Linked DNA regions of Mus musculus: region 1 is linked to region 2. A link is a contact called in public HiChIP or PLAC-seq data. All regions are on one chromosome and are shown on one strand. The core of a region is the stretch at or near the end of the contact, and the rest is flanking DNA. Distances in the headings are between cores, read along the strand shown. Region 1 holds the start of Tmed9 (transmembrane p24 trafficking protein 9). Region 2 holds the start of Grk6 (G protein-coupled receptor kinase 6).

Region 1 (3,788 bases), core at 421-2,920, 150 kb before region 2:
ACTTGGTGGAATTTGAGTGAAGACAGATCTGGTGCTCACCAGGGGTGTGGGAGGTGAAGGTGAACCTGCCCTCAGAGCCATACTGCCGGGCCAGGATGACCTATAGATAACAGGGAGGATTTCAGTCAGTGATGCTGCCAGGAGACTAGGAAAAAATGGGGATAAAAGCTCTGAGTACCACAAGAGTCTGCAAGGAGAGCCTTGGGCACGTCACAGCACTAAAGGACCCAAGGGTACTCAGCCACAGGCATAAAATGATCGCAACAATCTGGGGCAGGGTTGAAGGGTCTGACATCAGGCTGGCGAGTAACTGCTCCCCAGGCGGAGCTGGCCTGCCTCTACCTTCCAGGGGCAGCATGACCACCATGTTGCTGTTTTGTTTTGTTTTTAGTTTTTGGGGTTTTTTTTTGGTTTTTCGAGACAGGGTTTCTCTGTGTAGTCCTGGCTGTCCTGGAACTCACTTTGTAGACCAGGCTGGCCTCGAACTCAGAAATCCACCTGTCTCTGCCTCCCAAGTGCTGGGATTAAAGGCCACCACCGCCCGGCTGTTTGTTTGTTTTTATGCCTGTTAATTTTTTTAAGTATTTTTTTTTCTTTATTTGTGTGAATGTTAGCATTGGGTGTCCTGAAACTCACTCTGTTGACCAGGCTGGCCTGGAACTCAGAGAGATCCAACTGTCTCTGCCCTCCAAGTGCTGGGATTAAAGGCATGGGCCAGCTTTAAGAGCATTTGCCTGGCTGCAAATGCTCTTCCTTGATGCTCAGCCATCTCTCCAGGCGCTTGGATGAATGGTGATGTCAAAAATAACTTCCACAACTATTCTGATGGTTAGTGACAACAAAACTATTTTGCCTTTTGTCTTTAAAACATTATTTGTCAAAACTGAAAGGTGTTCTGTTTTGTGAAATTAAGGCCTAAACAACAACTTTAGCATTAGCAACTTTTTGGTATCCATCACTGACTGCAATTAATACACTTATCGCTAGAGTAAGTGAGCTTCCATTTCACAGGCTAGGGAAAGCAGCCGAATTGGGGGAGTCACTCAGAGGTCACTGAGAAGTTGTGAACTGAACCTGTCCAGAAACCGCGGCCCAAGTTCCTAGAGAAGATCCGGTATCTTCCCACAACACCAACTAAAATTCTCGATCGAACAGATAAGGAAACTAACAAAGAAGTACCGGAGCGGGTAAGGGCCAGCTTACCTTGTCCTCGGGGTCTTTTACCTCTACGAACATGCCAAGCCCAGGGGTGGCTGGCTGGTACTCCTCCCGCTGTTTGTCATACAGCTGCGTCCGGTAATTTCCTGGAGACAGGCGGAAAAAGGAAGATGAAATAAGCTCGAAGAGGTGCGGGGTTCGCGGCCAGGCTAGCTACCCGGAACAGGTCGCATCCCCCTCCGCCCCAGGACCACTGACTTGTCCCAAACGCTTCCCTGCGCCCCCGCACCGATGACCATGGTCTCGTCCGGAATCTCCTCAATGAAGCACTTCTTTTCTGTTTCTCCGATGTGGAAATACAGCGCGCTTCCGCGGGCTGCAAGCCACAGCAGTAGCAGGAAGGCCCGCATCCCTCTCCCCAGCAAGAGACCCGGTGAGCTTCCGACAACCCGCACGCCTCGCACCGCAGCCATCTTGCCCCACCTGCCTGCGCAGGCGCAGACTGCCGAGCCACGTAGCCCAGCGGAGGCCACCGCAGTGCCTGCCGGGACTGCGAGTTCCGCCGCATGGACTACAAGTCCCTAGATACACCACGCCTCCGCGCGGCAGTACCTGATTGGGGCTGGTTTCTGCAAGCTGAGGACTGGGGTCTCCAAAATGGAAGGATTTTCTTCGGTTTAGCCAAATAGCGAGATGACTGATAATAGTTGTCAGCCTGCGCAACATATAAGCGGAGGCAAGGTTCGAACCTGTTTCACCCAATAGTAATACAACTCTCCCTCTTGCCCATCCTCTCCCCATCCCTCTTTACTTTTATTTGATTTGACACAGGGTCTTGCTATGTTGCTTTGCCTCACTGGAATTTACAATGCAAACTCCCCCCGGCCTGAAATTTGTAGGGATCTTTCTGACTCTTAAGGTTGGGATATAAGGTGCACACAACACTATGTTCAGCCATCCTACTCTCGGTTACTATTTGCACTGTCTATTCTTTCCCACTCATATCATTACTTTATATTCCAAAATGAACCTCTTAGGGGCAACATGCAATTAGATCATGCCTTTTGAACGCCATCTTGCCAAGTTCTACCTTTTAATTGTAGGGTTTATGCCACTTACATTTAATTTAATCATTAATAAGATTTATAACTATCATTGTGTTGTTTATGTATGTCTTGTGTTTGTTGTTCACCAATACCTTTGTCTGTACTAAGTAGATACATTGTGGCATCTTTTTTTTTTTTTTTCTTGAGACAGTCTAACTATGTAGCCCTGCCTGGCTCTGACCTTGATAGGTAGACCATGTTGGTATCTCTCTAAACTCCACCCCCACAGTTCCTGGCAGAAGCCAAGTATGCTCCGCCCCACAGTTACCTGGCAACAGTCAGGTAGTCCTGGCTCTATAAAAGGGGCTGCTTGGCCCCTCCTCTCTCTCTTACTCTCTTACTCTCTTGCCTCTTTCCCTTTGCTCTTTATTCCCTTCCCCTCTCTCTTCACGTCGCCATGGCCAGCCCCTACTTCTTTACTCTCTCCTTCTCTCTGCCTCTGCTACTCTCTTAACTGCCTTCCCCATGCCCTAAATAAACTATTCTATACTATACCAGTGTGGTCTGGTCCCTCAGGGGGAAGGGATGCCTTGGCATGGGCCCACTAAGGCAACCTCTTCCCCCACACCCCGCCAGAACATATTCTTATAGCTCGCTCTCTTTTTATGATCACAACAGACCAGGCTGTCCTTCTTGATCTTATAGAGCTCTGTCTACCTCTGCCTCCCTAGTGCTGGGATTAAATTAATCTCTTCATGCTTGTAGGGTTGATAAAGGATACACATTCCTCTCTAGGCTTTGGATTGATAGAGATAAGGAAAGCCCACACAGGCAAGAAGAGGGAGTCCCACATTGTAGCTGAGACAAGAATGCATGGAACTTTTACTGAACAGGCTCATAGTGCAGAGAGATTCCAGAGATCAGGAGATCCAGAGGGCAGCACAGAAATGCTGATGAGGAGAAATTGCAGAATAGCTAGATCTCATCTCCCTTCCAGGCCTCTGGGGTATAGGAGGTCTCAATGAAGCACTTGTACAGATTGTAGAGCTCAAACAATTTCCTCTATAATCCATGAGAACCAGCAGCTACAGTGGCAGAAGTGGCCAGTCTGATCTGCCAACGTCATCCCCTATGCTTCCTGCCCTGTGGTCCCATCCATATCAGCTGCCTCTTTAGGGGCAGCAGTGTTAGTACTGCTTCTCATTGCACTTCAGAGATGCTTTCTCAGCCTCACCTTATATAACAACAACAACAACAAACTAAACAAGCAACCAAAAACAGAGTAAAGCAAAAGTTGTTCAGGTTTCTTGCTAATGTGGTAAATGCTTCAGCAGGGAAGAAGTTGTCCTATAGAGTCTGTGTGGCAACTCCCAAACAGGAATTAAAATGGTAGGAACAGGAACAAGTTTGTGGTCTGAACATGGAGGGCTCTAGCTTTGGAGTGGGGGAAAGGGCTTGTGCTAAAGAACTGTAGAAACAGGGCTGGAGAGATGGGTCAGCACTGGCTGCTCTTCCAGAGGGCCTGAGTTCAATTCCCAGAAACTACATGGTAGCTCACATCCATCTGTAATGGGATGCCCTCTT
Region 2 (4,217 bases), core at 663-3,162:
ACCTACAAAATAAAGCCAACTGTATGCATATACCACAGGTTTCCCAACTGCTGTGAGGGTCTCTGGTCACTTGGAAAGCTGGCCTCAAGCTGCTAGCTGTTTTGTGCACTGATTCTCACACAAGCAGTCCCTAGGTATAGAAGATTTCGGGGCAATGAGGCTTTCCTTAAAATTTACATGTAAAATAAGGAAACGATAATGTTGAGGGACAGAAAGCAGGTTAAAGGCCATGCAGGTGTGTACAGTGCTGTCACAGCAAGTCCAGGACACAGGACCTCTAGAGGAGGCACTAGTCCTCATTTTGGCCATGATATCCTGGGCCAAGATCCAGTAATGCCGGCTCACCTATGCAAAGGTGCCCACAGGATCTCGCCCAACAAGGCAATACCCTCAGCAGAGCTGAGCCCCAAATTGGCTAGCCCTAGGAAGTGAAGCCTGGCCTTGGCTCTCCTTATCCCTCCTCCCTGGCTGGCTGCATGACGAGGCAGAACAGAATCAGCAGATGCCCCCAGAGGCTGAGAGGAAGGCCCAGCCCCTGAGCTTGATAAGGGACAGGAGATAAGATTGCCTCCCTTGGGCACTAGGGATCCAACCTGCCCATCCCATTTCCAGGTAACACCTCTCTGGGTGTGACATGCACCAAGTAGGCAGAGGACATCAGGGACTGCGGCACACTGGGGACTTGTCTGAGCTACCTATAGACTCTACTGGGTATCTGCCTGACCCTAGGTCAATTACAATCTCTGATCTGAGCTTCAGTTTCACACCTGTAAACTGATATAGAACAGCGAAGCTGAAGGTTCCTTCATCATGGAAACCCAGCAGAAAGTGGAAAGCTGTCACTGTGTCCCTCCCTGGAGTTCCAAAAAGAAAAATCTTGTTGGTGTTTGCCCACCAGCACCCTGGACAGAGTAGGGCACTACAGGTATCTAATGATTATGTCACTCTATGTCGTTTGTCTGGCTCTAGTCATCTAGGACCCATAGAGCCAAATAACATCTGGAGTGAAACCAAGGAAGAGCAACTCCGCACCATATCCATGTGCGCGCACACACTAAGTCGACCAGACTGGCTTTTAGCCCTACAGTCCTTATAGCCCGTTATGCTCGTCTCTCATTTATTTCCCCGGTGCATCTGCCCTAGTAGGTCAAAGGCTTGCTAAATGCCAAAAACGTTACCCATGCACCCGTTTTTAGTGCCCAGAAGCTCCAGGTGAGTGGTGGTTCTGCATGTAATGTGTGTGTCCAGAAGTTTCCCCCTGTCGGTTGGGTTGTCTATACAAAGGCTCGGCTCATTCATTCTCTAATCTTTACCGATTACCAACTTTGTGCCGTTCAGGGCATCTGGGCCTGGGGCACGTGGGGCACCTTCCTGCCTCTCACGTAGAAGAGGCCTCACACGCATTCCTCTGGGGCTCATGTTCCACCTTTTCCCTTCCTTCCCTTTCTTCTTCATCACCCCCAAACCCGACTTGAGGCCCATGGCGCGACCCCCGCCCCTCCTGGGCCCCGGGTTCCGGGGGCAGAAGCGGAGGGCCGGAAGGGCTCATGTCTGCGCTTAAGAGTCCGGGTGCAGACTCCAGGGCACGAGGATAACTGGGGCCCGGACGCCTCATGGAGCTCGGAGGTCGCGCGCCCGCGATCCCCGCGCCCAGGCCTGGCCGCCCGCCTGCCTGGCCTCACCTTCCCGGGCCTTGAGTAGCACCGTGTTCGCTACGATGTTCTCGAGCTCCATGGGCTGCAGCGCCGCCCGGCCCGCCAGGCCGCGCCGCCGGCCGGGACCGCCCACGAGAGCCGGAGCCGATGGCGATCGGCGCGGCTCGGCTCGGCTCGGCTCGGCTCGGCTCGACTGACCGCGCCGCGGCCTCCGGGCCCCACCGGCCTCCGGGCCGCCGCCGCCCGCCGCGTACTCTGCGCCCCTCCCGGTCCACCGGCGCCCGCCCCGCCCCGCCCTCTGTTTACTTGGCTCAGTCAATGGGCGAGCGGACGCTCCCCGCGCCGGACTACTATTGGTCAGCCTCTTTCTCTTGCCCCGCCCACGGAGCCGGGAACTCGCTCCCTGCGGAGAGGGGGAGGGCCCCGTTGCGTCGCCGATTTCTGGTTGGACTGCGGACGGGATTCGGCCCCTAGGTTCGAATTTCTAGGCCTTCGTAGGATGCCGAGCTGCCAATTAGGGCCGAGCCTCTGCCGAGAAATCGGAGGTGGGGCCTCTCGGGAACCACGCCCAGAAGACCCAACATCTGATTGGATTAAAGACGTGTCGACCATCCAGCTTTGCGATCTGATTGGGTGAAAGGATGGGGGCGTGGCTGTGTGTCTGGTGCGCCGACGGGATTTCTAGGGTTTTGTTGGGGACACGCTGTGTCTCCTGCCGGCTATCAGGTAGCTTGGTTAGAATGGGTGTCCTGCCGTCGTCCCTTAGGTCAGCTGCTTCAGAAGGGCGCGCTTCCAAAGCTAGCAGAGGACCGAAGGAAGCTATTGCCTTCCCAGCAGCGCTTGCCTCCAATTCAGCCGCACCCCGCACCCCCGTACCCCGCCCCCGCAGCCGGATGTTGTGATTTCTCCCCTCCCACCCGTCCGGCGCCTTCGGCCTCTGCTGCCTTATAAGGCAGCGCAACCACCCCAAGTCGTTGAGGATGAGTTCACACCCATTGTACAGGTGGGGACCTGAGGCGCTGGATGTTGAGTGGCTGGCTGCACGCGGAGACCGGGAGTGGGGGGACAGGTCCGAATTTTGCATCTCATCAACACAGTGTAGTTCAATCCCCCACTTCCTCATCACCACCCCTTTTCGCACAGCAGGAAACGGAGGCTTGCCCAAACTCGGGAATTAAGGAACAACCGGATTCAACTACATGTTTTTGATCCATATTCATTCATTTTTGAAAAAAAATATATATATACTGCCACTGCTTTTTTTTCCCAGGCACCCAGCCAGGTGCCGGATATAGTGGTAACAGCAAGAAAACCAAACTCTCAGTGCTTACGTGCTAGGCGGGAAGAAAGGTGGTAGCTGTCCTGTAAGTGAGCACATTAATGGGTGGTTTTAGAATGAATGCTACTAAAACAAAGAACTAGAGAGGACGCTTTGTGGTGCCTCGCATGCCCCCCCCCCCCCCGCCCCATGTCATTAAAGGACCAGAGTGGTCACAGGCTATGACTTTTGAGCAAATCAAGAAGCGGCACCACGCCTAAAGTTAAGTTTGGCGAGGACTAAAGCATAAATGTTTCCAGAGTCCTGTGTTCTGAGGTGAGCCAAAAGCAAACCATGGTGACAAAAGGGTGTCAGCTAGACCATGGAAGGTGTTGTGGTTTACAGAGAAGGGTTTGTTTTGTGAAATGTGAAACTCCTGGAAGGGTGACATATTTACCAATGATAGTTCAGACTAGTGGATGATTAAGCACCAAGTGAAGACCGTTGTGTCCAGGTGAGACCTGAGGGCTAGTGAGAATGTGCACCTGTGAAGGCTTGACCTCATGGAGGATGGAAAGAACCTGGATAAAGAACACTTTCAGCATCCTCGAGGATCCTGTAGCTGGCAAGAAGGCTCAGGTGGTAAAGGCGCCAGGGGGCAAGCCTGACCAAATATGAAGACCTGCGTTCGATCCTGGGATTCATCTGGTAGAAGAAGACAGTCAACTGTATTTGTTCTCTAGCTACAAACAGATTAATAAGTTATATAAGTAAACAAGTCTATCTAAACAAGTGCAGAATGAACAAGGGTCAGGAGAAGAGGGGAGGGTGCTCAATATATATAACACCTAAGGGCAGAGCGTCTGTAGAATTTGCAGTGGGCATTGGGGTGGGCTCGGGAACCATGAAGTGAGGAGAGTGTCTTGATGGAGCCTGGATCCAGGATGTCCTTGGACTTCATTTTGAGGGTAATGGGGAGTCATGGAGGCAGATTTTTAAGGAGATGAGTAAATTTGCTTTCCTAGAGGGCTCTGGGCTATGAATGGCAGGCAATCGGTTTTGGTGTCTAGTATCTGAACACTCTTCCATCTGGGAGGAGTCCTAGGAGAAGCAGAGGCAGGTCCTGACTCTAAGAAAATCTGAAGGCACCTAAGAAAGGGCAGTGGTGGCGCACGCCTTTAATCCCAGCGCTTGGGAGGCAGAGGCAGGCAGATTTCTGAGTTTGAGGCCAGCCTGGTCTACAGTGAGTTCCAAGACAGCCAAAGCTACAGAGAGAAACCCTGTCTCGAAAAACCAAAAAAAAA

The links. HiChIP or PLAC-seq counts read pairs in DNA pulled down with a chosen protein or histone mark.
Region 1: a contact with region 2 is called in an H3K4me3 HiChIP or PLAC-seq map of the SCID.adh cell line, with 20 read pairs. The contact joins the promoter of Tmed9 here to the promoter of Grk6 in region 2. A contact is called at or near these places in 15 of 39 promoter capture datasets (the 3T3-L1 cell line, 3T3-L1-derived adipocytes, the C10 cell line and 8 more), 2 of 484 Hi-C or Micro-C datasets (B cells and embryonic stem cells), 7 of 115 datasets of contacts at active chromatin or transcription factors (the SCID.adh cell line, embryonic stem cells, intestinal villus epithelium and 2 more) and 3 of 9 other capture datasets (adipose tissue, liver and pancreatic islet).

Annotation. Positions count from the first base shown.
Region 1 is chr13:55,591,017-55,594,804 of GRCm38.p6, reverse strand. It overlaps Tmed9 (transmembrane p24 trafficking protein 9), which reads right to left and starts at 1,670. Exons shown (of 5, transcript NM_026211.3): 1 at 1,448-1,670; 2 at 1,204-1,304; 3 at 1-100. The coding sequence starts at 1,631.
Region 2 is chr13:55,443,026-55,447,242 of GRCm38.p6, reverse strand. It overlaps Grk6 (G protein-coupled receptor kinase 6), which reads right to left and starts at 1,912. Exons shown (of 16, transcript NM_001112711.2): 1 at 1,683-1,912. The coding sequence starts at 1,734.